2 separate regions of the Mus musculus genome follow, and region 1 is linked to region 2. The links are chromatin contacts, called in public Hi-C maps. All regions are on one chromosome and are shown on one strand. Each heading gives the region's core, a stretch centred on a gene start, on an enhancer-like site or on the middle of the called end of the contact. The rest is flanking DNA. Distances are from core to core; before and after follow the strand shown.

Region 1 (2,958 bases), core at 128-2,627, 67 kb before region 2:
TGGGATGGTATGGATAAAGGATGGGGAGGGCAGATAGACAGACAGACAGATGAGATGGCAGTGGGGAAAGAGTGGTATAAAGGGACAAGAGGGAGGACGGGCAAGAAGAAAGGGCTGAGGGGAGAGAGGGAAGGGGAAAACCGTAACAGCACTTCTCCTCCTAACATCCTCCTTGACCCCAGAGAACTACATTTTTAAAAGCTGACAAGTAATTCAATCTCCAATTAACATTTCTAAGTGGTGCTGCACATATTACTGTGTAAATGTTTCACCAGGAATATATCCAAGGGTGAGTGGAATTAAATTTCTTGGGAGTCAGAGACAATGCCTCTGTGACAATGTTACCAAATACACAGCTAAAGGGTTACACTCCTTTCTATACTGTTGTTGTCACGGCTGGCACTGGCAAACTAGAGAGCTAGCCCACAGCTGGTGGATTAGGCTTGGGGGCAGAGAGGACGCTCAGTGATACACACTCGCAGGCAGAGGGGATTTGAGCCATAGTTTGAGTCAAGATAATCCCCTTGGCAAGACTCAAAAATCTCTCAATAAGAAACAAATTCTGATGTGATCAAGTTTGCTGAAGAATAATCTTAGGCAAAGAGACTGTTGCTACCAGTGTCAGGAAAAGACTGGTTTTGTTTTAAATGTATTTTAAAACAAGTGTCTTGCTACGTGTATAGCTCAGGATGGCCTCAAGCTGACCATCTTATCCTGGCCTCCTAGGGCAGGTGTGTGCCATCATTCCCTGATAGGAAAGTATTTAGCCACAAAGACACTGAGATACAGAGCAGAAAAAGCACTGCAAGAGCTTTGCTCACTGAGAGCACAAGCACAAACTCACCAGGTGCAGTGGAAGATACTATTAATGTAAACGAATAAAGAAGAACCATAGATAGTTTGCCTGTCAAATGTGAGAGAAAAGGCATAGCCTTCCGAATAGAGAGCTGCCTGCCAAAAGAAATCACTCATCCCAGAGATCCATCAGCTAACTACTCATTTAGCTAGAGACATGAAAGTACTGACAATAAATCAATTCCAAATGGAAATACTTAGCATTTTAAATAAAGTCTGGTTTAGAGCCAGGTGTGGTGACTCATGCCTGTGATCCCAGCACTTGGGAACTGGAGACAGGAGAGTCAGGAGTTTATGGTCAGCTTCCACTCTGTGAGGCCCCAACTCAAAAGAAAATCAAGAGGGCAGACAAGAGTCTACCTTATTGAGAGATTATTTAAATATAACAAAAGTATCCAATTTATGGTATAAAATTCTATGACACTGACAAACACATCCAGTCACATCCCGTACACAGTAACGACATGGGAACATTATCGTCACGCTCCTCTGGCCCCTCTGCCTACTCCAAACAGCCAGTGATCTCATTTCTGCTCTGACTGCTTGGCCTTTTGTTAAGGTGGCATACAATGAGATTCACAGAGTATACAGCATTCAGGGCCTAGCTTCTTTTGGTTATCATATGGAGTGCATCACATTCATTCATACAGTCCAAGTGTAGGTACTTCCTTTTCACAGAGGGGTGCCATGACTCAGTTAGTGTTTGTCAGTTGGTAGACATCTAGGCTGTCAGTTTGGGGAGAGACTAGGAAGAAAGCTGCCACGAACATTTGGAAACAGGATTGTATGGTAAGTGTATAGCTAACTTAGTAAAAGAAACAGAAACCAAACCACAGATTTCAAAGTATTGATACCACTTCTCATTTCATTCAATAGTGGACAGAGTTCTAGCTACCCCAATTCATATCAGCATTTGGAATTTTGTAAATTATCATTAAAAATACTTATTTTGGTTTTTCCTAGAGCTGGGATATAGCACAGATTTAGAGCACTTACCTAGCATGTATCAGACTGTGAGTTTGACTGCCATCACCATAAACCAACAACAAGAAGCTGCATCATATAGGGAAAGAATGTAGTGCTGTGAAACTGTGGCTTTAATTTCCTTAATGAGGAGTGACAGACATAATTGCATACACTTATCTCCCATCTTTAAACATCTTCTTTCATGCAGAGTCTACTCAAATTTCTTGCCCATGTATTTAACTATTAGGCTGTTTTCTTATTGAGTTCTGAAAATTCTTTATATATTCTGGATTCTCTTTTACCAAATACATGTTTCTCATAGATTTTTAAAAAATGTTTTTTAGTTACCTCGTGGCTTTTCTAAATAGACTGGTACTTGAGGCAAATGGTAAAATGCCCCAGTGCTAGAGCTCACAGCAGCCAGATATCTGATATATCTGAAAGATAGGCTTGCCAGAGCCTGACTTCCTAGACAGTAACATTTATTCTTTCTCTGCAGCTTTTTTTTTTTCATTTTCTTGCTTATGGTGGGTAGCATTTTTTTTAATCCCTCAGTATCAGGCATGTCCAAACACTAGTCTACAGGCTGCATGTATCATGATGGACAGGCATGAATAGGTCCCACACGTTTACAGATATTGCGTTACAAAGTCAAAAGATTGGATATTTCTGAAAATTAAGTTTGTTTTAAATACCATGAAATCAGGAATCATAATGTATCTCAACATAAAAGCAACTTTACAAATTACAAATGCAATGAATGAATGCCAGAGTTCCATATGAACTACAGAAACTCAACACTGACATAGTCAAGCAAGTCGAGCCACTAAAGCCAAGCCTTCTATTAGTGCTCTAATGTAAAGTATAAAAGGCAAGCAAGTGACTCATTCCTTTTACCTGTCTTTGGTGCAGTTGCTGGGTGATGTTTTTGAGTTGTTACTGGTTCCAACCACAACCCTTAACATCTATTTTGTGTGTGTATGTGTATGAGTGTATGAGCACTTGTGCACCATGGAGTGTGTGTACGTCAGAGAACAATCTGTAAGAGTCGGTGCTCTCCTTTTCTCATGCCTGATCAGGGGATGGAAATCATCCCTTACACTTGGGGGCAAGAGCCCTTACCTGCCGAGCCATGCC
Region 2 (3,026 bases), core at 118-2,617:
AAATCCACATTGCAAAAATTCCTTTTTATACTTAAGCACATTTGAACTACCACCAAAAGCCTTATTAACTTCTAGCAAGATATAAAGGTAGAGCATTCGTCTCAAAGTATGTGTAAGCATGACAATCAGTTGCTAAATGGAGATGCTTCAAGAGAACTGAATTGATTTGTTCAATCTAACTCCATAATGAATATGAATATTCTTTGATGCATCTCAGCAGAATGTACTCATAAATAATATCACAAGGTATTTCTGAAGGACCAATCAGGAGAGCCTGCTAGGAAGGACCAAGCTAAAGGATGCCTCCAGGATTTGTCTGACACATTACTGGCATATTGACCTGAAGCAAATTCAGAGTGAGATGATGAGACCTGCTCTTTGGAAAACTATTCAAAACTCTCGCTGAAGAACACCACCTGCAATGTTGCAGGAGGAAGAGAGCAACGTGAGCTTGAGATCTGAGGCTCACTGCAAGTCCTGTTTATACAAGGATGCTTTGCAAGGTGAGGATACTGCTCACACAGACTAAAGAGACTGACACTCCAGGGTTTTACTCTTGGTAATGAGGACAATAGGACAGGAAGTTCATCATTTAATAGTATTGGAAAACAGGAGGCAGAATGAGAGAGGAAACCATTGATACCATGGATGAAACAAATGAAGCACATTTCAAGCAAGTCTTACACATGGTGCTCACTAGAAACAGGGATTCTGAGCTGTGTTAACTCAGAAATGCTATTATCCTGACTTCTAGGATCACCAAGTATATTTATGCAATGAGCAAGTTTGTGAGGCACCTTTTCCATCTGCCTATTATTAGACAGGAAAGAGGCAATGGGTTCCAGATAATATTTGAAGGAACTCCTTCTAAATAAGCTAACAGAATATGATTGTGGCAAACACGGGGTTAAATATATTTTTCACTTGACAGAACCCCATGGGAAATATATACAAGATTCAGTTTCCCCTCTATCTCTATGCTCATGGGCCAGAACAGTTAAGGTTGGCAGATCTGAACCAAGCATCCCTCTGAGGGAAGACCAAGGCGGGCGCAGAAATACTTTTCCTCTTCCTCTTCCTCTTCCTCTTCCCTCCCCCCACCTCTCTCTCTCCTTCTTTCTCTCCCCCCCTTCTCTCCACATTTTAATAGAGCTATACGGCTATAATTTGTTTTAGTTACTAGTATTTTAAAAGGAGAGAAAATATGTAAGCCTATAAATATTGTCACTTCTACAGAGAGTTTGCCACCAACTTGTCACTGCCCTAACACTTTCTGGATTCTGTCCAATCAAAACTGCTGTCCTCTCAAACTTGCATGTGACCTTGCTTGGCTGAGGAAGCAGAAGAAACGCAAAACACACACTGAAATGCCCCTCGCACTGTATTGGCTTGGGAACTTCTTCACACAGCTCAAAGTAACAAAACTTAATACACCTTTCCAACACTAATCTTACAGGTATAAAATAAAATGACTTTTAAATCATGGGAACACTTTAACACTTTTAAATTTAAAACAGTTAACAAAATGATGAAACATGAGATCAGCTATTTCTGGAATTTACTCCTCTAAAAGGAGAAGCAAATTAGAGCAACTAATACTGTGAATGTTTTGCCAGGCTAAGAATAATCTTAAGGGTTTCTCCTCTGAAAGCCCCAAATGTAATGAGAACTCGGAAAGATGTTGCCAGCAACGCTGAACATAGCCTGTCAACACACTCCCTCTCACGCAGAGCTCAATGGGGTCTCTGCCATACTGACACTTTTCACGTACTTTTGGAACAGCTGAAGACATGTTTTCTGAACAGAAAGGGTAAGTCAGTATGTCCAAGGGGAAGCTGAGGATTTCCTCGTTGACTGTAGTATGATATTTTTCCATGTTTCACTATGCTAAGTTGTTTTTTTTTGGGGGGGGAGGGGAGAGGATGTGCTTTTAATTGGAAAAGAAACTAAATATACGGTACCTGTTTAGCGTGGGGATGTTCCCTCTGTAATTAAACAACCACAGTTAGTTACTGATAGGTTAGTGAAAGCCATAATAAAAGAATTGTCAGAGTAGATACAGACCAGTCACCAGGAGCTCCAGTTTTGCAGCTCTGGCACCAGCAGACATAATTAAGTGCTCATTACCCTTCAACCCCCAGGGTACCTCCAAAGAGGCTTCTTCCTGACCTACCTCACCACAGCGGCTGTTGAGGAAAGGGTCCAGATGTATCACCAGGGATTTTTTAAACGTAAGTCTCATTACAAAATAATAATAATAATAATAATAATAATAATAATAATGTGGAGTAGGGGTAAAACACAGACTGGTTAAAAAGTCAAGCTTTAGTATATGGCACATTATCTTTAATCTGAAACATGAAATATGACCCCTGACACAAAATGTCTACAGTATTCCTTGCTCCTATTACAAATCAGAAGTTGGTTCCATAGCTCCTCCTGCCTTATTGTTTTTCTGGAATATGTAATAAAAATAAGGAAATGAATCCAGTGATACAGGTACCCTGAAATTTAGCCCCACTTTTCCTCTCTGAAAGGCAGCACATATCCTAGGGCACAAGAGCTTAAGGGCCCTGAAAATCCTAAGGAATCTACATTATACTAGTAGTTTGGTATAACCTTGTTACAGTTGATATTCTTTAATTAAATGGTGTAAGATAATGTTTTAATTATTATTAGCTTGAAAACTCTAGGCCTTTCACTAATAAAATGGTACCTAACTTTGACTAGTTTTAGAATTTCCTCATAAAGAAGGTGTCAAACTCATGAAAGAAAGATTGAGCCCAGTGGTGGAGGTGTATGCACTCAGGAAGCAAAGGGAGGTCCATCTCTGAGTTTGAAGCCAGCCTGGTCTTCAGAGTTCAAAGACAGCTAAGGCTACACAGAGAAATCCTGTCTTGAAAAACCATTGAAAAAAAGAAAACAGAAAAAGAAAAACAAAAAATAAAGAAAGATAGATTGAAATACACAAAGAGGAAATAAGGCAAGACTCTTTTATTCTCTTTGGTATTTATAACTATTTCTCA

What was found. Hi-C and Micro-C count contacts between places; a contact is called where the count stands out from the background.
Region 1: a contact with region 2 is called in a Hi-C map of the N1E-115 cell line, with 1.9 times the contacts expected there. The contact joins two enhancer-like sites. A contact is called at or near these places in 1 of 39 promoter capture datasets (the HPC-7 cell line), 1 of 15 datasets of contacts at CTCF or cohesin (CD8 T cells), 2 of 484 Hi-C or Micro-C datasets (the N1E-115 cell line and nephron progenitors) and 2 of 115 datasets of contacts at active chromatin or transcription factors (SST interneurons and double positive thymocytes).

Annotation. Positions count from the first base shown.
Region 1 is chr11:84,356,065-84,359,022 of GRCm38.p6, reverse strand. All of the region lies in intron 43 of Acaca (acetyl-Coenzyme A carboxylase alpha), which reads right to left. Among named protein-coding and RNA genes, the nearest start is that of Aatf, 160 kb to the left of the region's middle. Within about 2 kb of position 1,377, at least 10 of the 459 cell types and tissues checked have an H3K27ac peak or open chromatin away from gene starts, as enhancers often do. A contact at or near this core is called in the N1E-115 cell line, where this site is marked.
Region 2 is chr11:84,289,247-84,292,272 of GRCm38.p6, reverse strand. Acaca (acetyl-Coenzyme A carboxylase alpha) reads right to left here. Exons shown (of 54, transcript NM_133360.2): 28 at 1,962-1,985. Among named protein-coding and RNA genes, the nearest start is that of Acaca, 95 kb to the right of the region's middle. Within about 2 kb of position 1,367, at least 13 of the 459 cell types and tissues checked have an H3K27ac peak or open chromatin away from gene starts, as enhancers often do. A contact at or near this core is called in the N1E-115 cell line, where this site is marked.